5 separate regions of the Mus musculus genome follow, and all the other regions are linked to region 2. The links are chromatin contacts, called in public HiChIP or PLAC-seq and promoter capture Hi-C maps. All regions are on one chromosome and are shown on one strand. The core of a region is the stretch at or near the end of the contact, and the rest is flanking DNA. Distances in the headings are between cores, read along the strand shown. Region 1 holds the start of Micu3 (mitochondrial calcium uptake family, member 3). Region 2 holds the start of Frg1 (FSHD region gene 1). Region 3 holds the start of Triml1 (tripartite motif family-like 1). Region 4 has its middle 160 kb from the start of Triml1. Region 5 holds the start of Triml2 (tripartite motif family-like 2).

Region 1 (4,517 bases), core at 1,462-3,961, 1.1 Mb before region 2:
GAGCACTATTGATGTCCTGTGACATGTGGCGGGGATGGGATACATAAATGTTCTGGGGTAATGGTTGGGACAAAGGTCCTCAAAAGGAAGATTTAGAAGTTTGTCACGGTCCTGCTGCTGTTGTCAGGACTGAGGGAACCGTGTGTGTGTGTGTGTGTGTGTGTGTGTGTGTGTGTGTGTGTCTGTGTGTCTGTGTGTCTGTGTGTGTGAATAGCATGCACAAATCAGGGCATATGCCTCTCTTATAGCTACTCAGGCTTTGGGAGCTCGGGTGCAGACTAAGACAAATGGTAAGCTACTACAGGAGTTCTGTTAAGTTGTTCCTGATGAGTCCACATTGTCAACAAACAAAGGTTATTCTCTTATTTGCAAGATGGCAGCTAGCAAAAGACTAACATCACTAGGTCAGGAGTTGCAGTTTCTAAGTTGAAAACACAAAGCAAGTAGGACAATTGCAGATTTGAAGAGATAAGATGTGAGAGATACTATGTGCTGTAGAATTGGAAAAAACCCAAATGCTATTATATATATATATATATATATATATATATATATATATATATATATGAATGAATGAAAGAGATCCATGAGGCATATATAGCCCTGATATATATGTATTTGAAACTGTGGCCTCTGAGACATTATAATAGTTGCTATACAGTCAGGATGAAAGGCCAGGTCTCTAGCCTGTGATTACTAGTTGTATAAGTACACCCATTTCTGGAGAATCATTTCTGGGTTAATTCTTGTATGTTTTCCAGAACATTCTTTTTCACTTAGACAATAGTGAATGAATGCAAGTGACTGCTTCTTTGACTATTTTGAGTTTCACTGTGAAGCAGGGGTGGAGGGGAATCGCTGATCTCTTTAGAATTGATCCAAGTGAGGAATAAAATTTAGGCTGAATCTATACTTACCTGAAGTTTCAAGAAGTACCAAATTCCTAATACCATGTTTTGTTTTGTTTTTAAAATCACTTTGGGAATTAAACTTAAAAAATTTCCAGATAGCATAGCAATTTGGCTATTTTTCTGTAGCAACTGCCACAGAGCAGATAACTTGGGGAGAAAACAATGATTATTCTTAACAGAGTTTGGGTTTCAAAGAAAGAAAGTACGGAAAGTTCAATAATTTCTGCGCATGAGACATTTTAATCTACATTTGAATACTCTGTAGAACTCTGTACTTCTTACAGCTGAATTTGGCTTCTCCCCAGAGAAAATAGAAATATGGCCTATAAATTATGATTGAAAAAAATAACTATGTGCATATGTCATATACATACCATTGTAATGACAGTATGTATTACTTTCCTATTTCTCTTTATAGCTTCTTAGCTTTTTAAGTGCCATGAATAAAAATCTAGTCTGTCCAAGATTTCTGGTAATAGTCCATGTTGGAATATTATAAAAATACCAGGAAATTGTGCTCAGGTCAAAGACAAGTTTAGAGGACCTATGGTACACACACATCGCCACACACACACACACACACACACACACACACACACACACACACACACACACACACACTTATACATGCATACCTTAGGGAACTAAATGCCTAAAAATGTTTGAAATCAGAGACGACAAAAAAAAAATTCCTGGGAAAGTATGGAGCTGCCATAAGTCATGCTAGTGGAATTAACAGGCTTCAGTGGAAAACAGATAACCTAAAATAGATACTGTCCTTATATGTCACAGATATCTTTTTTACCATTTTTAGGAGCTTTAAGGAAGTAAAACTGTATTAATCTCTATTAAAGCAAAACGTAACACAGCATATATAATGGGTTACTTGAAGATAAGGGGTGAGGGACAGACATAGTAGGATATAGGCCAGAAAACCAAGCAATTAAACTTGGATGTTGCTGACTATCCTTCTAGATCTGAAACTTTTCAGGGGTTCCTGGCACCGTTCCACACAAAGAGCAATGCAGGCATAACTCAGTCAGTAAAGCTGATGCTGGCAACGTGTACACACACACACACACACACACACACACACACACACACACACTGTATAACGTGCATAAAAGAGGGCACACTGCACTTCTCAGTTACATTTATACCATCAGTCACCCACACACACAATTGAGTCATAAGAATGATGAAAACCCGTTGTTTCACATATTTGACGGTTTTATTGAACTGAGTAATGTCACATACACATACTAGTAGTTCCTAAAAAATATTAACACTAACTATAAATCATTAGCCTGTCCTTGCCCAAAGTCCAGAAGCCAGCCTTATGGAGTCCAAAAATATTCATTCAGAACTGCAGACTTTATGATTGAAGCAACGGTCTGCACGCAACCACAAAGCGCTCGGAGCATCAGAGAATTCGGCACCGAGCAGGGCACCCAGAGCAGCGCGGCCTGTCTTGGAGGGGCGCCGGGTCACCCCGCAGCTCGGCTCCTGGAGTTCCGCCTCCCAGCGGTTCCCCAGGGTTGGGGGTCCCTTGCCCACAGCCGTGGTTACGGGCGCCGTCCTCTACCACGGCGTGGCTGGGCTGAGGAAGCAGGAAGGAGAACAGCCTGGACTTGGGAAGCTTTGGAGCTTCTCTCGCCCGTGCGCTGCATCCCACGGCGACTCTCGGGGAAGCACCGCCCGGGCTACGGAGGACCGCGGGTCCGCTCCGAGCTCCAGCACCGCGCCGACTTCTCGCGAGATTTCGGCCCGCCCCTCCCGCCCCCCTCCGTCCCCTCGGCTCGGCTCGGCCCGGCCCGCAGCTCCCGCTATGGCTGCGCTGCGGAGGTTCCTGTGGCCGCCGCCTCGGCTGTCGCCGGCGCTCGCCCCTCAGCAGCCCTTCCTCTCACCGTGGGGGCGGCCTGCGGGGACGGCTCCCGGGATGTCGGGCCGGCCCTTCTCCTGCCGGGAGGAGGACGAGGGGGCCGTCGCGGAGGCGGCGTGGCGGCGGCGACGCTGGGGCGAGCTGAGCATCGCGGCGGCGGCTGGCGGGGGGCTGGTCGGCCTTGTGTGCTACCAGCTGTATGGGGACCCCAGAGCCGACCCCTCGGAGCTAGCGGCCCCGGAACTCGAGGACCCGCCCCGCGGCAGGGGGCTGCTGCCCATCCCGGTGGCTGCTGCCAAGGAGACGGTAAGTGCCTGAGCGCGTGCGCGCACCGCGCAGGTGACGCCAGAGGGCTGGACTGCCAGGTGTGCCACCTGCCCAGGGAGGGCTTGGGGGTCGCGGTGACACTTGACTGACACTTGACAGTGGAGGTTGTGGAAGCACTGCGAGCTCCTGTAACAGAGAGTGAGGAACCTCCAGTGAGCAGCGTAGATCCACGCCAGGCACGTCTCTGTGCACTAGGATGCTCTGGGAGAGATGAAGATGATGCTGTCACTCATGCCTCAGCACCGTTCTGGTTGCTGCAGCTACCGTCGAGCAACCAAATACAAACCAGACACCCCACCCCACGACACACAGTGTCACAACTAAAGGACTTGACAGGCATAAACACGAAGAAGTAAGTGATGAGTGAGAGACAGCAAGAGCAAATATTCCTGGAAGCGAGTGCTGGATGCATTCTGAAGGCTTCTTTAGATATTGGAGTCTGCCAATTAGTGTACAGCAGTCCCAAGAGAGGTGTTGCTATACTGGGAAGGGAAACGTTACTCAAAAGTAGTACACCTCTCTTTCTCTTTCTCTCAATAAACCCAGAATCCCTGACATGATAGGTTAGAACAAACAGGAAGAGAGGTCATGAAAGGTGGGAAACTATGAGTGAAGCTAACTGCAGAAGTATCATATAAAAACGTTGAGCTACAATGTAGTTCTGATATAAGGTAAAGACTGTTAAGGCAAGAAGAGTAAGGGATGTGTCCTGTGTCCCCCTACCCCCCCCACTCCACTCCAACACACACTGTTCTCTGTTTAATTGTCATGTAAATGACTTCAAGAATTAGCCTAGGGAATATTTCTACATCAAGACTAAAAGGATATGACAAGATTGGGTGAAATAGTGCCCCTTTTAACCTTAATGAAATTTTGTATTTTTTTTCTCCTGTATGTAGGTCTGTAGTGGCCATGTACAAGTACCCAGCTTCTTGTGTATGTTTTGGATCCAGGTTGGCAGTGCATTTAGGTTAGGGGATCTCTGCTATCCACCTTTGCTTAGTGATAAATGACACGCACGCTGTGTAAAGTACTTTTATACAAATAAATAATCAAGTACTAGCAAACACTGTCAGCCTTCAACCCCACACATACAGACATGCTATTTTGTGGCTTAGGAGAGTAGCATGACATTTGTCTTTTGACCACGTGAGAACTTTTAGTCAACTGGAGTTGGTCTGGAAACAGATTAATGAGGTAGGGAACATGCAAATAGTGTTTTCTTTCCTCCCTTTTAAAAATGAACGTTACCTTTAAATTGGAGAAACTGGATCACGTGGTTCCATGAGTGCTCTGAAAGCTAGACTCTGACTCAACAACACTGTGGGCGTTAACTAAGTTAATAGATCTGGAACAGAATGGACCACCTCCTGCGTAGTAAACATTTGTCCGCTTTG
Region 2 (4,592 bases), core at 391-2,890:
AGCAAACGGGTGGATCTCTGTGAGTTCCAGGTATAGCACACAGCAGCAGCCCCCAGCACACGGGTGGATCTCTGTGAGTTCCAGGCCAACCAGAGCTACGTACGGAGATCCTGTCTCAACAGCAACCTAAGTGAAAGAAGCCAAACATAGAAGGCTATGTACTATTTAATTCCACAGGCATAACATATTCATAACAAGTAAATCCTTATAGCTGGAAAGCAGTCGACAGAAGCTGGAAGGGCGGGCAGAAGGGTGTGACTATTTAATGGTTGGTTAAACAGTCTCCTTTGGAGTGGCAAAATGCTTACTGACTAAATAGTGGTGAACTCGTAAATATACTAAACCCCACTAGCTGTACACTTTAAAAGGAGTTTATGGCTTATGAATTACAGCTCCATAAATGGAAACACGAGGAGAGATCTTAGGGGAAAAGTGATTATTCAGAGTGCTTACAACAAATTCTGAGCCTTGCTGTGGTTGCAGCCCAAGCCTTTAATCCCAGCACTTGGGGGTTGGTGGGGTGGGGGAGGTGAGGCAGGTGAGTGTCTGAGTTCATGGCTATCCTAGTCTACAGAGTTAAGTTCCAGGACTACACAGAGAAACCTTGTCTCAAAAAAACAAAGAACCAATCATGGAAACATGGAAAGCACTACATAGGTTTTAATAACTGCTGTCTTAACTTCTTTGTATTTTATCGACAACATCTTCAGAAGCAAATTCTAAATTTTAAACAGTTTCAGATTCGGTCAGGATAAAGCTCCGAGCTCATTCAGCACGAAGCTCGCTGACAAGTACCTGTTGAAACTGCTTCAGCGGTGATACAGGAAATAAAGTGTTCAACTTTGGCTAGATCCTTCAAGAGGACGGAAATAGGATCGGGCAAGATATCTTTCTCTATAGGGCTAACTATAAATCACACCCACATGCCTCCACTTGGCTGTTATATTCTGAGTTGGCTGTCTCATTCAGTTCTCATAACTCTTTTTTATAGTCTCGAGGAACAAGAACCAGCGTCTAATAAATCAGCAAACGAACCATCAACCCATCACCGGTGCGAATTCAAGGTCCCGACTCACACTATGATGCAGCTTTGCCTGCCCCCTACATATTACACTGCAGAGAATCAGGGCGTTTTTGTTTGTCCGCTTGCTTTTTCCATTTGCAGGAAAGACCGGTGGAAAAAAAAACTTTCCTTAAAGCAAGTTATCAAGGCAGGCAGGGGGAGGCCTGGGGGGGGGGGCAAAAGTAGGACTCCTGGTCTCTCCGTTTCGGGGGATCCCCGGCCACGCAGCGTCAGCTAAGAAGTGTCGGGGAGGCTGTCCACGCAGGTCTGAGTGTCCTGGGTGGCTTGGCTACCCCGTCCCTTGAGCCCCGGGGATGGATGCACTGAGAACCGCGCCTCCCTCCCGAGCGCCGCCTCACCTCTTGGCTTTAGTGCCCTTGAGCACGAGTTTGGTGGACTTTACATAGGAATATTCGGCCATGGCCCGGCTCGCTGAAGTGGCAGCCTCTGGCAGAGCTTCCGTAGGACTGGGAGGAGGAGGAAGTGGCTCTAACGGCCGGAGCTGAGCGAGTCCCCGAGGAACTCTCGGTCTTCTTCAACCCAAGGCTACGATTCTCCGGCTTCCTGTTTACTGCTTCCGATGCACTACGGCGGCCGTGGAGGGTCCAATCACGTCAGCGTTCCTGCGGCGAAGTCCCGGATGTTCGCGGTTTTTTTTCCCCCCCAAACCAGGCAAAACTTATAGAGACGCCCCCTGGTGGAAGCGAAGGTATCCAACAGTTTCCTGCTGCCGAGGTTGTAAAGACCATACCTGGATTGGATGAGCCAGATGTTGAAAGGATCAAATCTATCTGCCCACTCTCTTTGCAGCGGACATCGCACCAAGTACCCGGCAACCCGCCAGACTGGGCCTGCACAGAGAAACCGAGATGTGTGTTCTGTGGAGGCGTGGGTCACAGCCTTGGCTTCGGGCAACTTTATCAACGACTCTGGCTCCAGAGTTGTTAGTTGTGTTGTACATGTTTTACTCGTGTATTGTGTATGAGTAACACACAAGAAACAATTGAGGAATGATACAATGTATAGTTGCTAACTACTGGTTTCTATCGCAAGTGCTGAAGAGACTTTGGTCTCCACACCGAATACTGTCTTTCCCTGTAGTCTTGATCCAGCCAAGTGCGTATTCCTTTTGCCTCCTCCAATCTTCCCCGCAATGTTATAACTCCCTTCCATTACAAACAATGCACCGCTGATACAGCTTCTGTGTGATCTTTGGTTTTTGTGAAAGAAACATGAATGCTGTTAGAATCAAAAAATGGAATGGCTTTGTCAACACTTGACAAATATAAAACACTTTTGAAGGAATGATTGATGGCAGCTCTGGCAAGGGATGACGTGCAAAGATATTCTAGGTCTGTGTGATCTGGCTGGAATCCAGACACACACTTAGTACACACCTTTAATCCTAAACAACGATGTCTAATTGAGGGGCAAACAAAGTGGTGAATCAGAGGGAGATTTGACAGAATATGCTCAACGCTCATCTGAGTGGCACAAGAGAGAGAAGCTATTCAGGTCAGGGGCAAGTTCAGTCTTTAGCGCTTGTCAGTCAGTGGGGAGTCAGAGTGGCGAGTACAGTACAGTGGAGTTGAGTGAGTTCCTTCATGAGCTCCTGCAGTTCAGTGAAGGTCAGCAGAGGCAGTTAAAGCCAGAGAATGAGAAGCCAGAAGATTAGAATAGATTACCAGAGTTAGTTTGAGGGCAAGCAGAGCAACTCAGGAGACACGGAGAGAAGCCAGATGAAAATCAGTCAGCTTGGAGAGGAGTTGAAGCCAGAATAGATTAGCTGAATCAGCCAGCCAGAATTTAGAAAGGAGTGGAAAGGGTGAGTTTATTCAGCAGCAAGCCTCTGAGATGGCGATTACATCTAGCAAATAGAAGATATTTTTGACAAAACTATCACAAAGATACTGCCTGAACTCCAACCTTGCACAGAAACTGCCCACAACCTCATACAGGAAACACTTTTGCAAGTACTTCTCCCTATCCAGCAAATAAATACAGGGTCTGTTATTTGTAACTCAGCCAATGATTATTGCTTAAAAGTATCTGATTTAACTCTCTTTATCTTTGTCTTGTCTTTTCTGGTGCTGGGGACCTGGCTTTGTGATAGGAACAGAGCATGCAGTTTAGGGTAAGGCCCTGGAAAACTGCACAAGCAGGAATGACCACGCTTTTCCCAAGAACACCAGAAGGGAGCTGGGTGTCTTCTAACTTCTGAAAGAGCATCCTTACCTGGAGATGACCTGAGAGCGCGACCAAAGCTCAAGGCACTAATCTTTTCTGGAACTGGATCTTTGGCTTTTCTTGGTGAAATAGGTCTTGTCTCATCCTCAGGTTTAGCCCATCCCATAAATGATGCTGGGGTTATGGCTTAAGAGAGGCAATGCCACAGTAGTCTTGATCAGAGCTCTATAGAAGTCCATTAAGGAAGAGACACTTTCCTTTGGAAAATAAGATAAAATTTCTCTCTCTTTTTTTAAAGATTTATTTACTTATTAATATGTAAGCTGTCTTCAGACACCCCAGAAGAGGGTGCCAGATCTCGTTGTGGATGGTTGTGAGCCACCATATGGTTGCTGGGATTTGAACTCAGGACCTTCAGAAGAGCACTCAGCGCTCTTAAGCGCTGAGCCATCTCTCCAGCCCCCAGAATCTCTGTTCTTAGGTAGAGACCTAAAATCTTCCCCCCACTTTGAAACAGGGGATGTCTGGGTGTCCTTGGCTGTTTTGGAGCTTGCTCTGTAGACCAGGCTGGCCTCAAATCTTAAAGAGATCTGACTGCCTCTGCTGAGATTAAAGGTGTGTGCCCACCCCCACCATTGCCCAGTGAGACCTAACATTCTAGCTAACCAAGATTATGAGTTAATAAATCTGGGCTTATCATTCACCAGGCAGAGACCATTCCCCAAAAAGCAAAGGCTAATTTACCTTAAGCCTTGGGTAAAGAGACCAGAGAAATAATTATCCCTGTAGTGAGATAATGCCTTTCCTTTCCTGTAACTTTTCCTTTTCCCCATCTCTTTCAGCTCATCCTGAGCAAGCTTCCTCAGTCACTCTGGGATTTTTCCTTTTCCTTTTCTTTTCTTTTTTCTTTCTCTAAAACCGCCCCCACTTCCACCACACCGGCTTCTCACAAACAATGGTTTTCTCTATTCCCCTAATGTTACTATTTATGAAGAACTGTCATGCTTCTTGCTCTGGAGTTTTTCTTTTGAACACTAATAGAATTGTCCTTGAGCTTCTGTTTAAGTTCATTCTTTTTTTTTTTTTTTTTTTTTTTTTTTCAGCCCCCTACATTTTATTTTTATTTTGGAGATTATAAAATAATTACATCATTTCCCCCTTTCTTTTCTCCCTCCAAAGCCTCCATGTTTATACTCCCCTCTTACTCTCTTTCAAATTTATGGCCTCTTTTTCTTTTTTTTTTTTTCTTTCCATTTTTTATTAGGTATTTAGCTCATTTACATTTCCAATGCTATACCAAAAGTCCCCCATACCCACCCACCCCCACTCCCCTACCCGCCCA
Region 3 (4,920 bases), core at 1,394-3,893, 1.7 Mb after region 2:
CATACACACACACAAACACACATGTTAGCAACAAAAACAGTCCTATAATGCATAAATTATCTTGATATGATGGGTGAAGAGTAAAAAGTTTTGAAAGGTGCATATGTACCCAACAGTCAACAAAATCAGATTTTCTAATCTAAGAACTGTCATTCCTACTGAACGAAACGAAAGAAGTCAAAAAGCGTGACACATAGTAATCAGCACTAATTAGAAATAAGCTGAAATCTAAGAGGAAAACAATGAAAACAAAATTAAAGTTAATAGTAGGAAAGTAGAAAAATGAAATAAAATTTAAAAGGAAAAAATTATGAAACATGAATGTGTGCGTTATTAGACAAATGTTGGTTTTAAAAACAAACTTGGCATCAAATTACATACTAGAAATACATCACAAAATGTTGCACTAAATTCGAGATATAAGCCAGCCTGGTGGCACATGCATGTAAAACTAGAACTCAGAAGGCAAAAGCAGAGGTAGGAGGATTAGATGTAAATTTGAGGTCAGATTGTTCATCTCCATGATCAGTTCCCAGATAGCCAGGACCATAGAGCAAGACTCTGTCTCACAAAACAAATAAAACAAGAATTCAAAGTGTGCAATGAATCATCATTTGATCTCCCACCACATTTGAAATCCCAGGACTTGGGTGGTTAAGGCAGAAAAAAAAAAAAAAGGCTAACCTGGGCTACATAGGGAAGGGCTGTTTAAAGCAAAATTCCTCATTTTCTTCATTTATTGGAAGACTCAAATATTCACATTGAGTGCACTAGCATGTATGGATGTGTGTGTGTGTGTGTGTGTGTGTGTGTGTGTGTGTGTGTGTGACTGTGTGTGTGTACCTGTGTGTGTGTTTGCATAATACATCTGTGCAGACCATAGGACAGCCTCCCACGTAATCAATCTTCATCTTTGACTTGGTTTGAAACAAGGTGTCGCTGCTGTGTACGTCAGGTGAGCCTGCCATTGAGCTTCGGGGGATTGTTGGATGTCTGCCTGCCATCTCCTGGTAGGGATCACGAGGGGGCTATAAATACTTGTCCTTTTGGCTTTTATGTGGGTTCTGAATACCCACACTCAGGTCATGAGGCTTGCACGGCAAATGCTTTTACCCACTGAGCAAATTCCCCAGCCCTAATACCTATACTGCCTGTGCCATGGGAAACGTTTCGTTCTTTGCTTTAACTGCTAGGCAATTCAAGTCCAAATCTGTGATGAAGCTCGGGCATTTGTTGCAGTATAATCCAATCTACTATGTGCCATTGTCCTGTGTTCTTTACTTCCTTGTCATTGGCATACAATTTCTACCCTGAGCATCTGAGAGACTCATTTTTAAAACTAGTTTCCATCCTATCTCGAAAATACATTGCTTGTGTTTTAAATAACATTAATTAGATCCATCATAAAAGACTAGCCAAGAAAGATAAACAAGTTAAAACTGGGGTGAGTTAACCCGAGCTGAACTGTGATACTCCCCGGTGAGCACACAGTGGCAGTCAGCCAAACAGCAGGGTACTGCCTATGACTATGACTCAAAAATGGTCCTTTCCAGAAGAGATGGCTCAGTGGTTAAGAGCACTGACTGCTCTTCCAGAGGTCCTGAGTTCAATTCCCAGCAACCACATGGCAGCTCACAACCATCTGTAATGGGATCTGATGCCCTCTTCTGGTGGGTCTAAAGGCAGTAACAATGCACTCATATATATATATATATATGTAATTAAAAAAAAAAAGTCCTTTCCCCCTGACATGTCACCAGGTATCTCACACACAAGATGAAACACTAGACAGACACTGACCTTACACAACATCACTCGTTCCTTCTCATGGTTCAGGATGGCCTGAACTTCCTTCTTCTTTTTCCGTAAAATATTTATGATATCTTGGAGTTTTTCCTGCAATAGAAACAAACCCCTTGGCAAATAAGCAGGGTATCCAGTGGTAGAAAGATCAGGAAAACTAGCCATTGGAAAATGACTGAGGCTCTCAAAGAGAGAGTGAAAGCAAGAACCATGCTACATGAAGATACGTGCCCATGGCTGTTACCGACAGAGACCTGGATGAGAGTTAGTGGCTAGGAGCAGTTCTGGGTTCTGAGATTGCCACTGTGCATCCCAACTTACTTTGTGCTGCTCCTCAGCCTCACTTGAGAAACACGCCTTGTTCGTCCCTTGACTTGGAGGTGAGACATTAATGACACTCTGCTCATCGTCAGAGAACACCCAACTAGGCCCTGGCATTCTCCCACAGATGCTCTGCTCATCCTCGCTCTGCAGCACCTGCGATCTCAGCTGTCTGCCAATATTAGCCAGTCTCCCCAGCCGCTCGTTGGCTTGAAAATGTGGGGCTCCCAAAGTCCTCCAGCATTCAGGACAAGATAAAGGTGTGTTGTGCTCCTCCCAACTCTTGAGGAGGCACATCAGACAAAAGCTGTGCCCACACTCGGTGGTCACTGGACTGCTGAAATAATCCAAGCAGATGAAACAGGTCAGCTCTTCCCTGAGGTTCTCCATCAAATCTGTTGTGGACATTTTCTCATGGTTGGACATCAGGACAAGGCTACACTTCTGGTCTGGGATTACAGAAGTCCTCTTCAGTCACAGCTGGGTGATGATCAGGTGCTGTGTTGTTATTACAAGAAGCTCTTGTTCTCCTCTGTACCTGATTACACCAAATGATACATACGCTCCAGCTCTCCAGCACAAAGCCAATTGTGACTTAATGTGGAACTCCTGGGCACTGACTCATCACCAGCCCCAACCTTTTATTGAATGTTTTTCTATGCATGCCACATGCTAAATGCTAGTATCTGATATAATTGGATTGGTGGGTTTTTTTTTAATTAGCTAGTTCCTGTATGTAAATGGCACCATGAAACCGTTTAAACACATGGGCTTGGGGTTCAGAAAATGAATTACTTAGTGGAAACCACACAAAAATTGTAGAGGTCTCTGATTCGTGAATAGAAAGTATGGTCTACATCCTTCAGTAGACCGCACTTGACAAAACTAGTTGAGAAAGAAGAAAACTACAACGTACATCCTTTTCCCATTAAACCCTTTTCTTTGTTTCACCAAAGCTTAAGCTTTCCACACAGTAATCAAGTACTCTGTGCATTTGTTTGATTGTATTCATCCTAATGGAGAACTATACCACTGAACTATTCCTTGACCTTTCCTAATGGAGAACTATACCATTGAACTATTCCTTGACCTTAGACGCACAATGAATTGACACTTATATTTATCCCTCCACCCTGAAAGACCACGAAGCTCACCCAGCTGACATCATGAAAAGTAGCTAAGTGACACTTGAAGATTACCTGAAGACATCATTGCACCATGGATTGGATAGAAAGAATCCTATCTTGGTAGAAATATAATGTTGCTGCTTGTTTTCACCTTCTAGAAATGTTCAAACTAGCCATAAACCTCCTGACCCTCTTTTAATTCTTACTTGGCAGAAACTGAGTGGGCAGACATTTTTCTGTTGATGTTGGAAAATGTAAATGTATAGTACAGTGATTTATGTATGGTGATCTCTACAATTAGTGCCAAGTGCCATAAAACCAGAATGTCATGTGACCGTGAATCGTTCTTGTCATGCCCTCCTATATGATATTTGCTAGGGAGTATATCTTAAGCGCCATTCAGTGCACCGTACCATGTGTATATTCCCTGGTGCTATCCTGCTTGGCAACCTTCTGCAGATCTATATTACCAAAGCTACCCTATTAACCTTTTGTCCCTGACTTTTAAGAATTGATCTGCTTCCCCATCCCCCACCCATTTCTTATTAGCTATTAGGTGTTGTCTTATCTTCAACTTTGACAAACCAAAACTCACCTTTCTGAAGTCACTGATCCATCACTTCTTGGCCTGGTGGCAGAGATACAGGGTGAAGGTGTTTATTCAAATATGTTAAATAAGTGTGATTTGCACACCATTTTCAAAATTGGGATTCAAATTTAAACACACCAAGAGAGGTGGCATCAGTGAGACACCACAAAAGCACCCGGCTTAGGTGATTTCCAGACTGCTATTTGGACACAGCTTCACAATAGCTGTTAGAAACTAGTCATAAGCAAAAGTCTCCCCCAAAAATAAATATACAATAACTCTAAATTAAATGTCATCATAGGAAAAAAGGTTTATGAAATGTCACCACTATTCAATGCAATTCATATCCCAACCTAGAAGGAGTCAGAACAGGTCTCACAGTTGAGTTGGAGCGCATCATAGAGCCCACATTCTGAAATGGAATTAGGGAATGGGCATCTTCTACTTTCAATTCCCACTATTGTTCCATTGCTCTTCCCTCTTCCAAATAAATAATTGTCTTTTTTTATAAGCTTCATAAAAGAATAATTGTGCCTTGTTCATTTCTAACCAGGAGAATTTTTCCCACCTATCAAGTGATAAGGAAGTTTTCAAATGAGGGATAGTGAGCCGTGCCCATAATTCTAGCGCTCAGGAGGCTGAACCATGAGGATTGCTTGTTACAAGTCAGCCTGGGCTATGGAGCAAAGTACAAGCTAGACCAGCCTACAGCATAGTCAGACCATCTCAAAACATTAAAAATAAATGTTTTAAATGAACAAACAGAAGAGTCACATTACTGCACAGTGACAGTCTTCACTTGGCTGGAAATAGATCTTACACCTAATTACCTTCTATAAATGATTAAGAAAATTGAGGTTCCAATAAGTTGAGCTGAACCTCCATTCTGAGGTCAAATTGGGATGGGAAAACTGGGTCTCCTCTTCACAGTCTTTGGTCAGCACACTACATCACATATTGCCTTTAACATGAAAAATTCTGATTATCTCAAATAAATGAATTCTCTCTGATGGTGTCAGAAGTAAGTAGACAGCTATCATTAAGGCATGAGTTTTACACCCACCGGCACAACTCTTTCTT
Region 4 (5,110 bases), core at 1,398-3,897, 1.6 Mb after region 2:
TTGGCCCTGGCGTTCCCCTGTACTGGGGCATATAAAGTTTGCAAGTCCAATGGGCCTCTCTTTCCAGTGATGGCCGACTAGGCCATCTTTTGATACATATACAGCTAAAGACAAGAGCTCCCGGGTACTGGTTAGTTCATATTGTTGTTCCACCTATAGGGTTGCAGTTCCCTTTAGCTCCTTGGAATACTACATTCTTGATCTCTTTAAGACTCATTTCTTATTTACATGTGTGTATATGAATCTGCTTGCATGTGCACATATCCATATAAGTGCATATGGAGGACAGAAGAGGGTATCAGATCTGTTGGGACTGAAATTGCAGATGCTTGTGAGGAACCAGAAGGCTGTAATCTGCACTCTGGTCTTCTGAAATAGCAGCAAGTGCTTTTACTCACTGAGCCATCTCTCCAGCACCTGAATGTCTCTTTATTCTAGTATCTTGATCATCTTTCCTCATGAGGAGAGCTTAAAATAAAGTTTTGTAGTGTGGTGGTGAAGAAGAAAATAAGCTATGAGTTTGCCTCCTTCCCTGAGAAGGCATATTTGAAATGGCTGCACTACCAGGTAAAAGCACCTGCCTGTAATCAAGCTTCCACAGGAGCTGTCTCCTTCCTGAGAATCCCTGAGACTTTTATCATAATTGCAAAAAACAAAGGACTTTGTAAGCATGCCTGGCAGTGAGTTCTCTACAATGCCTGAAGTCTCAGGAATGTGTGTAACTATAATTACATATCAGTATGATTCAGGAGAGCACTTGATGTGACCTAAAGCAAACACTGGATTTGTGTTTTGAAGTTCAAGTTTGAAACTCTGCTTGAACAATAAACTGAGTTAACAACCATTGTGATAGTATGCACCTGCAACCCCAGCACTTGGGCTTCTGAAGCAGGAGGATCACAAATTCTCAGGTCAACCTTGGCTACATAATGAGCCCTTTCTCTTGAAACAAAACAACATAAATAAAGCAAAAAGAATACCCTGGGCATATCACCTACTTTCATTTATTCCACCCACCTTTGAGGATACAGCAATGAAATCTTGCAGAAACTCCAATACCAATCAATCATACAATCACATTATAGCTGGTGTTCGTTATTTCTATAGAAAATAATAAATTTGAAATTCTTATTTGTAAATATGAATTTTATGTTTGCAGGCAACACGGGGTGAAAGGTAGTCTAGAGATAGAGCAAACACTAACTAAATGCCCTCTTTCTTGAAAGTTAGTGAAATTTGTCTAATTTTTAATATATATAATTGATTTCTTTTCTTAGGAAATACACATTATACATATCATTTAGAACATAATTTTCACATTTAAGTATATTTTCTTTAGATGAAAATATTGCCAAAAAAAAATTTTAAGTAGGTGTCACTGTCCTATAGATGAGACTGGCATTGAAATAACACAAACAGCAACTGTCTCTGCCTTCTAGTCCTGGGATAAAGGTGTATGCTCCAATATTTGACTGTAACTTAATTTTATTTATTTATTTATTTATTTATTTATTTATTTATTTATTAGATAATTTCTTTATATACATTTCAAATGCTATCCCAAAAGTTCCCTATACCCTCCCCCCGCCCTGCTCCCCTACCCACCCACTCCCGCTTGCTCATATCTCTAGCTGCATATGTAGCAGAAGATGGCCTAGTCGGTAACTTAATTTTCTTAACGATCTATTTCTTCATTAGATTCCCTTTGGACTTTCTTTAAATACAAAAAAAAAAAATTTAAAAGAACTTAAAGCTGTGAAACTTGAATTCTAAAATAGAAGCATTTATTCATTCTAATCAGTTTTTTTCAAATGTTTCAAGTTATTTGCTGCCTTTACATTTAAATTAATTCATTCCTCCTTGATAATAATAAATACACAGAACAACTACTGTATTTGAATCTATCTAGGCCTGTGGTTAAAAGAATGAATCATTTTAAAAATATGCACCTACATTTTCTAACACATCCTTTAACTTGAAACAAATAAATTTGCATTCATTTGCAAAACACCTGACACAAGGCTTGGGTCCCTTTACATATGCAATTTCTGATTGGCAACAAGTATTATTGTTCTGGCATAAACTAAAATTGCAATTCTGTACCCATGATTACAAGTTTAGTTTCCTTTAAAGAGGAGCCACTTGAGGAGAAATCTGAATGCAGATTCCATCTGGAGTCTAACATACTTTCCTGATCATTTACATATGTTCTACATAACCCTCTGATTTTCTTGCCTACTTGCTTTATCAGATCTTTCAATATATTTCACTTACATGTGGGTCTATTCGTGGCTATCAATGTGTTTAACTTCTCCAGAAAATAAAATATTTGTTTAACACAACAAATCAGGTAAATAAATGTTTTTGGGGTTTTTTTCCAATTTAACATTTTTTTGTGGAAATAATTGAGTTACGATGGCTTTTAACTCCATTTCATGAATCACACTTTAACTCCTTTTTAAGTTTGAGCACGTGAGATGAGCATAGTGTATGAATATGGGTGTGTGGATGCACAGACCTGTGCACAGTCAAGGAGGTGTCCTCATCTATCCTGCTTCAACTTGTTCCTTTGAGGCACTGTCTCTCTCAGACCCTAAAGCTTGAATTTTCTGATTAACCTGGCCTCCAAGTCCCCCACAAACTTCCTGTCTCCATGTCCACAGTGCCAGACCTACCACCAGCTTGTCATTTGGATGCTGGTATCTATACTCAGGTCTTCATGGTTATCTAGAAAGTGCTCATGAACGAGCCATCTCTCCAGCCACTATAGCTGACTCAAGAGATTAATATATAGTCAAATTGCATTTCGGGTTCTGGATTTTAGTGGGTAAATCAACTGAGCAATGTTTTTCTAGGTTCTTGCATTTATACAGTAGTGATAGTGTTTACTCTTGCCATAGAATGAAGGTTTGTTTCCATTTGAAAGAGGTAATTAGAAAATGCTTTTATGAAAAATTAGAATTGACTCACATTGACCAAAATTTAATGAAAAGAAAGATCAAAGCTTTGCCTTCATTTTGTTCTTGCCTCCTTTATATTGAATTCTCTGTTTAACCCTGAAGGTTGATGTGTTCATCATTCAAGGAGTAGCTTGATTTCTAACACACTGCAGGCTTCGAGGCTGAAGAAAATACTGAGATAAAACATTGCCCTAAACCACAGTTACTTTGGATTCCAGGAAGATCCAACCTGGAAGAAGAGACCAACATGAATATGAAGGTAATCACCCATAAGGAATAGACTGCACATTTGAACAGAAGTGATTACCCACTTTGTCTCTTTGTCCCTTCCAAAAACAAGGTCTTTGTTGGCCTAAATAATAGTCCCAGAACTAAAATAATACTCAATCAGATGATATCATGATTAGAACTATTTTGAATTATCCAGACATTTGCCTTGTTTATATCTGAAATATTTTCCTCTTTTTTTTTTCATTATAATGGGTTGCTTAAAGCCTTTCTTCCCCCTGCAAGTTTGTTACTATATTATAGATGCTGCCCTGGTGAAGAGGATTATAAATCCTTCAATCCTTCCTATCCTACCTACTTCCTTCCCAAAACTGCTAAATTTCTAGCATAAGGCAACCACAAGGTAGGGTGGGACAACAGGAATAATTTTTCCTCAATCACCACCTTATAGCTATTTAGCATTTTCACTAAACTGCTAAACTCAGACACTTTTTCCTTCTAAATTCTGAGACTGCATTCCAACATAAGCTGGAGATAACCCCCATCTGCAATAAGGAATTTCCTTTGTCCATCGGATTCTGCTGAATCTCCTATTCCAGCTCCCACTGTTTGAGTGGCAGGCAGTGCTAAAGGCTATTTGACCCGAAATCTTTTTTCAGTGTATTCTCTACTAAACCTGGAAAGAATCTTTATTATTTAAAACATCTGTCCTGTACTTTTGAGCAAGTTCTCCCCACTGCCCTTCCCCTCTATCACCCTACCTCGAATTAACTCCCTTTGTTCTCCTAGACGAGTTCACTTCTACTTTCATGTCAACTGTATGTATATAATTTATGTGTGTGCATAAAACCTGGGACACATGAAGGAAGGAAAGCATGAGATATTTGGGAGACTGACTTCGTTTACTTACTATGATTGTCTCCAGTTGTCTCTACTTTTCTGCAGAGAACACAGCTTCATTCTTCATGTCTGAAATAATTCTTTCATGAATACAAACCACATTGTCTTTATGCATTCTTTTTTTTTTTTTTTGATGGACATCTATCCCAGCTCTGTAATTTAGTTCTTGTGAAAAATTCTACAACACAAACATGAATATGTTATTTTGGAATCTTTTAGGTAGCTACCCAAGCTTTGTCATATAGTGGAATAGTGGTTCTATTTTTTTTTTTTTCTCTCCAGAAAACTTTCCTTAACAGGCTGGACCAGCTTACTGTCTGTCTCTTAATTATAGTTTGGGGGGTTGGTGGTAGAGACTGGCCTGTTATAGCCACAGCTAGCTGTCATCCGACACACTCCGGCTACAATTTGTCACCTCAAATGAAGGCATATGCCTTAGACTGACTTCTCATTATTTTTTCTGAAATCCTCTAAAACTGAGTAAAGTTAAAAAGAAATATTTCTTCTTTATTACAGTAATGTTTTTGTATTTTTCCCTATTAAAAAAGTACTCTTAGTACTAAGTAACTATGATAGATAAATACACACTTTATTATATTATAAATTTACACCAAAGACTACAAATTGAGATGAGCAGAAAGGAAGGGGACTCTCGCCATTATATAACACCCAGTACCTAATTGACTGATAATAAATTTCAGGTGTCACCAGGCATCAGTTGAATAAGTGAATGAACTACATGACTCTTTTATTAAGTTTTATTGTAAATGAATTTGTTAATATGGAAATTATCCAGATTTCCAAAAAAAGTCTTTCAAAAACTCAACTGTCAAATTAGATTTTATCATCATTTTATATTGATCTTTAAGCTACTATGTTGCATAATGAAAACATTAATTTCATATGTGACAGGCTTAGTCAAGTATTTTCATAGTTGACAATATCAGGTGATACAAAATTATATCTTTCAATAAAATTAAATAAAGCATTTGAATAGCTAATATAAACTAGAAAAGGCTATT
Region 5 (4,906 bases), core at 486-2,985, 1.8 Mb after region 2:
TCTGAGTTCAAGGCCAGCCTGGTCTACAAAGTGAGTTCCAGGAGAGCCAGGACTATACAGAGAAACCCTGTCTTGTTGAAACTCTCTCTCTCTCTCTCTCTCTCTCTCTCTCTCTCTCTCTCTCTCTCTCTCACACACACACACACACACACACACACACACACACAAGGCTGTCTCAAAACCCAAAAAGGGGGCAGGTCAAAATCTCACACATGTTTTTTGCCCCAAGGCTTAGAAGAAAAGAGATTGGGTATATTTTTAAAAAGAAAATCCTCTCCAGACTAAAGAAATAGGGAAAAAAAAAAAAGAAGAAGGTGGTTTATCTGAGAAAGCAAGCGTGAGGAATTCAGTTTAGGGAGAAGGTACAGAGAATCTCTCCAGACAGGAGAGCCACGGTGCTAGATGCCTAGTGCTGAATCTGATCTGGAAGATCAGGAGAGCCAGGTAGGAGGATTTGCTGGTTGTCATGCCAACTGCTTAAAAAAAAATAAAATTAGATTTAAAACCCTCTCTCCTTTGCTTAGCAAGGATTGGCGCATGACATAATCCCTGTCAGAGACAGGACTGTAAGATTAGGGAACTAGAGAGATTTTCCTCTTCACTGGGCCCGCCCCTTCCTCCCCCACACCCCCTCCTGAGACAAAGTCCTTAGGCAGGCGGTTATCTCCCTGCAAAGCAGTGACCCTTCCCTGAAGCAAACATTCTGGAGAACCAAGTGAGTCATTCTTCTCTAGTGAAAAAGCATTAGCAGTTAAAGATAAGAGGCTGAGGCTGAGGAAAACAAGACAGATCCTGCAAAGTAGTCTCATGGTCTGCATTCCTATTAATGATCACCACACATAGGGCACAACATCTTAAAAGTACCTTTCTCTTTTGTTTTATAGTTTTTAAATTTGCTTTTAATTACCTTAAGGAATTAAAAAAATACATTTTGCTTTAGTTGGCCCCCTTCCTCTCCCTCCATCTCCCTGGGGGACTCCTCCATTAAACCCTTCCATCTCTGCTGTTCCATTTTCCTCTTTCACACCCCATCCCAATGTATGCTCTCTCTTCTCTCTCTCTCTCTCTCTCTCTCTCTCTCTCTCTCTCTCTCTCTCTCTCTCTCTCTCTCTCTCTCTCTCTCTCCCCCCCCCCCGTGTCTGTCTGTCTGTCTGTCTGTCTGTCTGTCTGTCTGTCTGTCTGTCTTTTATAAATCAGGCTGGTCTCGAACTCAATCCACAGACATCCTCCTGCCTCTGCTGTCCCCCTCCCACCATGCTAGGACTAAAGGCATGCACTGCTACACACAGCTTTTTACTATTATTATTATTATATAAAATTCGAGGATGAATGGATAGATTAGTAGTGGTTTATCTGTTTTCAGAATCTCTGTGATCCAAGCTGGGTAGGAACTCACCTCTTATCCTGGGTCCACTTCAAATTTGCAGCAATCCTCCTGACTCAGCCTTTCCAATTCAGGGACTATCAGCAATGTGCTATCCAATCTGTCTGGGCCTGAGATCACACCCAAGGTCTGTGTTTTACCGAAGAGTTTTCAGCCAAGGTCAGTGTTTTACTGAAGAGTTTTCAGACAACTGTTTAGAAATGTAAATTAACCTACCTAGGAGGTGGGGCCAGGAAACAGATTCAAAAGTATCTGAAGCCACTTCTGCTGCTTCCGGACCAATCCGGACCAATCCGGTAATAAAGGTCGAAATGGCCGGTTTATGTGACGCTTTGTGAGACCCGGAACTGACCTTCGTACTGAAGTCTCTGGTCTCCACTGGCTGTGGCTTTCCCTGAAGGAAATCCTTAAGATTTCTGGAAAGGAAGGTGAGTTTTCCCGCTTTGCATCATCATTTCCGTAATCATACTTTTTGTTTGTTTGTTTGTTTGTTTTCCAACGACTAAGTTTTTTAAACATTTATTTTGTGTGCGCATGTGGGGGGTGGGGTGGGGGTTGCGGGGAGACCTGGCTTGGTGGTCAGGCTTAAGGAAGTCATCGGTTTGGTTCTCTCCGTCCAACCCGGAGGGCCTGAGGATTCTGCCTTCGGGCTTGGCAGAAGCGGCCTTCACACACCATCAAGGCGGGCCAACTTTTTATTTAAAAAATAAATTAGTTGATTTATGTATGGGAGCGTTGTTCTGCAAGCATACCTGGTGCCCTCGGAGGCTAGAGGAGGGTGTTGGGTCCACCACGAACTGGAGCCACAGATGGCTGAGTCGACTTGGGGGGACACTAGACTTGAACCTCCACAAGTAGCCCAGACTGGGGATGTTTCTGGGACACCATTAAAATACTTAAACTTTTTAATGAGACTGGGCCTCGCTTTGGACTGCTGTTAGCTGTTGAACTCACAGCCTTAGCTTCCCAAGTGCTGGAGTTACAAGCCGGTTGTGAACTATCCTGCCTGATCAAATTCAACAACTTAATTTTGGTATCCTTGGAAGCTTGATGGATGGTTGATTGATGGATGGTAGTGGTCCCTAGATGAGAGACTTGGGGGGTGGGCAGTAAAAGAATAAAAGAACGCCTGAGAAAGGCAAGACAAAAGGTAAATGATACATTCAGGAAAGCAAGCCCAGGGAGGCGGGAATTTCCTGGGGTTTTTTGGTTTTGGTTTTGATTTTTTTGAGTCAGGGTTTCTCTGTGCATCCCTGACTGTCTTCAACCCTCGCTGTAGATCAGGCTGACCTCAAACTCTAAGAGATATGCCTGGCTCTGCCTCTCTGCTGCCTCCTTAATGCTAGGACTAAAGGCACACACAATCTGGCCTGAATTTCTTGGTTTTGTTTTTTATTAAAAACTAATATTTGACCTGTCCTTTTGATTTGCTTTAACCTTTTGCTGACTGATAGAAGTCTTCCCCTCCAAAACAAAAACAAACAAACAAACAAAAACCCAAGAAAAAGACAAACAAATGACAACAAAAATACTGTTTTTAAGGATGGCTGGAGAGATGGCTCAGCGGTTAAGAGCACTGACTACTCTTCTGGAGGTCCTGAATTCAAATCCCAGCAACCACATGGTGGCTCACAACCATCTGTAATGAAATCGAATGCCCTCTTCTGGTGTGTCTGAAAACAGCTACAGTGTACTTACATATAGTAAATAAATAAATCTTAAAAAAAAAAAAAGATGGATATGGGGGCACACTTAATCCAAGTACTGGGGAGACAGGCTGGAAGATCTCTGAGTTCTAAGCCAGCTTGGTCTACATAGCAAGTTCAAGGACCTAGGGAAACCCTCTCTCACAAAAAAAGATATAAAGATGGTATATATATATATGATGGGGTCAGAAATCCGTCTGCCTTGGGTGCTTTTCAAAACACCAATAAAAACATAAAATCTTCCACTTTAAGATTTGTGTAGCTGAATGTGGCAGTAAGCACATTTTAATCCTAGCACTCAGGATGCAGAGTTGCATAGTGAGATCCTATCTAAAAACAAAATAAGATATCTAAGTATAATATTTTTTAAAAGAAATCTATGTATATTTTTTAGTTGTTCGAAACAGGGTTGCCCTCAAACTCATAGATATCTGCCTACCTCTGCTTCCAGGGCGCTGGGATACCAAGTATGTACCATGTCACTTTGCAATATTTATTTTGCTCTTTGCAGGTATGTGGCTTAGGGAGGGGGTAGCCATGATGCAGGTATGTGGCTTAGGGGAAGGGTAGCCATGATGCAGGAATGTGGCTTAGGGGGAGAGGGTAGCCATGATGCAGGAATGTGGCTTGGGGGAGGGTAGCCATGATGCAGATATATGTACCTAAGTGTAGGCACCCAAAGAAGTAAAAAATTTTGGATGCCCCAAAGCTGGAGTTAGTACTGGCTTTTGTGAACTCCACATCTCTATAAGAGCAGTACACATTCTTAACCTCTAAGTCATCTCTCTTGACCAACGATATATTCTTTAAAATATATATGTAACCAAAATATTATACTTAAATATTGTAAGAAATATATTGTGTCTTAAACATTAATTCAAAAAGTAAAAGGATGGTCCCACCTATAATCCCATCTCCAGAGGGACTGAAGGAGGAGAGGAAGGAAGAGAGGTTGGTACACTGTAGTATTCACATTTTGCCTTCTGTTGACTTGTAGAGAAATGTGCTCTTCTGCTGTTGCTTACAGTTAGTCTGTAAAGCTATTGCTGAGCTATCAGAAGGCTTAATCTTGTCTGGCCGGGGATACTGCTGTGACTCTGTCTCCATCCTCACTCAGCCCAGGACTACTGAAAAGCTAGTTGGATTCTACTGCACTGTAGCTCCTGAGGGTACCAAGTGGGCCTGCTTCAGATCACAATGTTGCCTCTGCTTATCTCTTGTTCATCGGCAGGGAAGAAGTCCACATCGGAAACAAGCAGTCGAGTGTTCATCTGGTGCCACTGACTAGAATGTCCCAAGCGCCCAAGCCCCAGTTACCTGGCAACACAGAGGATCCAAACTGCGGGACACACCCGGAGCCATCGCAGTTCTTCAGTGATGATGACCAAGTCATAGTTTGCAGCAAATGTTTCCAGTCTCCAGAGCACAAGCAGCATGGGGCATACGGTATCCAAGAAGCTGCTGAGTATTACAGGGTAAGCTTTAAGGAAAATCTGCAGGAGTCTGAGTGACTTCTGGATGACTGATTGACTGATGACACAGATGTAGTGGTTCTCCAAAAATGATACCTGGGTGTTGATTTAAGAAATACCACAAGCCAGGTGGTGGTGGCACAGATCTTTAATCCCAGCACTCTGGAGGCAGGGCCAGGCGAATCTCCAAGTTTGAGGCCATCCCGGTCTACAGATCAAGTTCTGGGACTGCCAGGGTTGGTTTCACAGAGAAACTCAGTTTTGGGTGAGCTGAGATAGGGAACCCTCCTATTCTCACACAGCGAACAAACCTGCAACCCTGTGATCTGTTTGTCTGTAGACGT

Evidence for each region. Promoter capture Hi-C pulls out the DNA fragments that hold promoters and counts their contacts. HiChIP or PLAC-seq counts read pairs in DNA pulled down with a chosen protein or histone mark. Capture Hi-C pulls out chosen DNA fragments and counts their contacts.
Region 1: a contact with region 2 is called in a promoter capture Hi-C map of adipose tissue, with 3 times the contacts expected there. The contact joins the promoter of Micu3 here to the promoter of Frg1 in region 2. A contact is called at or near these places in 6 of 39 promoter capture datasets (the HPC-7 cell line, embryonic stem cells, hippocampal neurons and 3 more), 1 of 484 Hi-C or Micro-C datasets (CD8 T cells), 3 of 115 datasets of contacts at active chromatin or transcription factors (large pre-B cells, microglia and thymic regulatory T cells) and 2 of 9 other capture datasets (adipose tissue and liver).
Region 3: a contact with region 2 is called in a promoter capture Hi-C map of embryonic stem cells. The contact joins the promoter of Triml1 here to the promoter of Frg1 in region 2. A contact is called at or near these places in 3 of 39 promoter capture datasets (cranial neural crest and embryonic stem cells), 2 of 115 datasets of contacts at active chromatin or transcription factors (embryonic stem cells and stem cell-derived neural progenitor cells) and 1 of 9 other capture datasets (embryonic stem cells).
Region 4: a promoter capture Hi-C map of second pharyngeal arch cranial neural crest shows a contact between it and region 2. The contact joins the enhancer-like site here to the promoter of Frg1 in region 2. A contact is called at or near these places in 5 of 39 promoter capture datasets (cranial neural crest, embryonic stem cells, hippocampal neurons and 1 more), 1 of 115 datasets of contacts at active chromatin or transcription factors (astrocytes) and 1 of 9 other capture datasets (embryonic stem cells).
Region 5: an H3K27ac HiChIP or PLAC-seq map of embryonic stem cells shows a contact between it and region 2, with 6 times the contacts expected there. The contact joins the promoter of Triml2 here to the promoter of Frg1 in region 2. A contact is called at or near these places in 6 of 39 promoter capture datasets (embryonic stem cells, hippocampal neurons and stem cell-derived epiblast-like cells), 1 of 484 Hi-C or Micro-C datasets (embryonic stem cells), 7 of 115 datasets of contacts at active chromatin or transcription factors (embryonic stem cells and stem cell-derived neural progenitor cells) and 1 of 9 other capture datasets (embryonic stem cells).

What each region holds. Positions count from the first base shown.
Region 1 is chr8:40,305,312-40,309,828 of GRCm38.p6, forward strand. It overlaps Micu3 (mitochondrial calcium uptake family, member 3), which reads left to right and starts at 2,712. Exons shown (of 15, transcript NM_030110.2): 1 at 2,712-3,099. The coding sequence starts at 2,740. Mir7666 (microRNA 7666) reads right to left here and starts at 2,618; the gene lies at 2,564-2,618.
Region 2 is chr8:41,415,478-41,420,069 of GRCm38.p6, forward strand. Frg1 (FSHD region gene 1) reads right to left here and starts at 1,641. Exons shown (of 9, transcript NM_013522.3): 1 at 1,423-1,641. The coding sequence starts at 1,484. It overlaps Gm50494 (a long non-coding RNA gene), which reads left to right and starts at 1,649. Exons shown (of 2, transcript XR_003947538.1): 1 at 1,649-1,772; 2 at 1,874-2,258.
Region 3 is chr8:43,138,843-43,143,762 of GRCm38.p6, forward strand. Triml1 (tripartite motif family-like 1) reads right to left here and starts at 2,644. Exons shown (of 6, transcript NM_177742.4): 1 at 2,125-2,644; 2 at 1,801-1,896. The coding sequence starts at 2,550.
Region 4 is chr8:42,975,529-42,980,638 of GRCm38.p6, forward strand. No RefSeq gene overlaps it. Among named protein-coding and RNA genes, the nearest start is that of Triml1, 160 kb to the right of the region's middle. Within about 2 kb of position 2,648, at least 10 of the 459 cell types and tissues checked have an H3K27ac peak or open chromatin away from gene starts, as enhancers often do. A contact at or near this core is called in second pharyngeal arch cranial neural crest, where this site is marked.
Region 5 is chr8:43,178,801-43,183,706 of GRCm38.p6, forward strand. It overlaps Triml2 (tripartite motif family-like 2), which reads left to right and starts at 1,736. Exons shown (of 8, transcript NM_001381929.1): 1 at 1,736-1,812; 2 at 4,322-4,565; 3 at 4,903-4,906. The coding sequence starts at 4,380. It also overlaps a transcript of Triml1 not described here.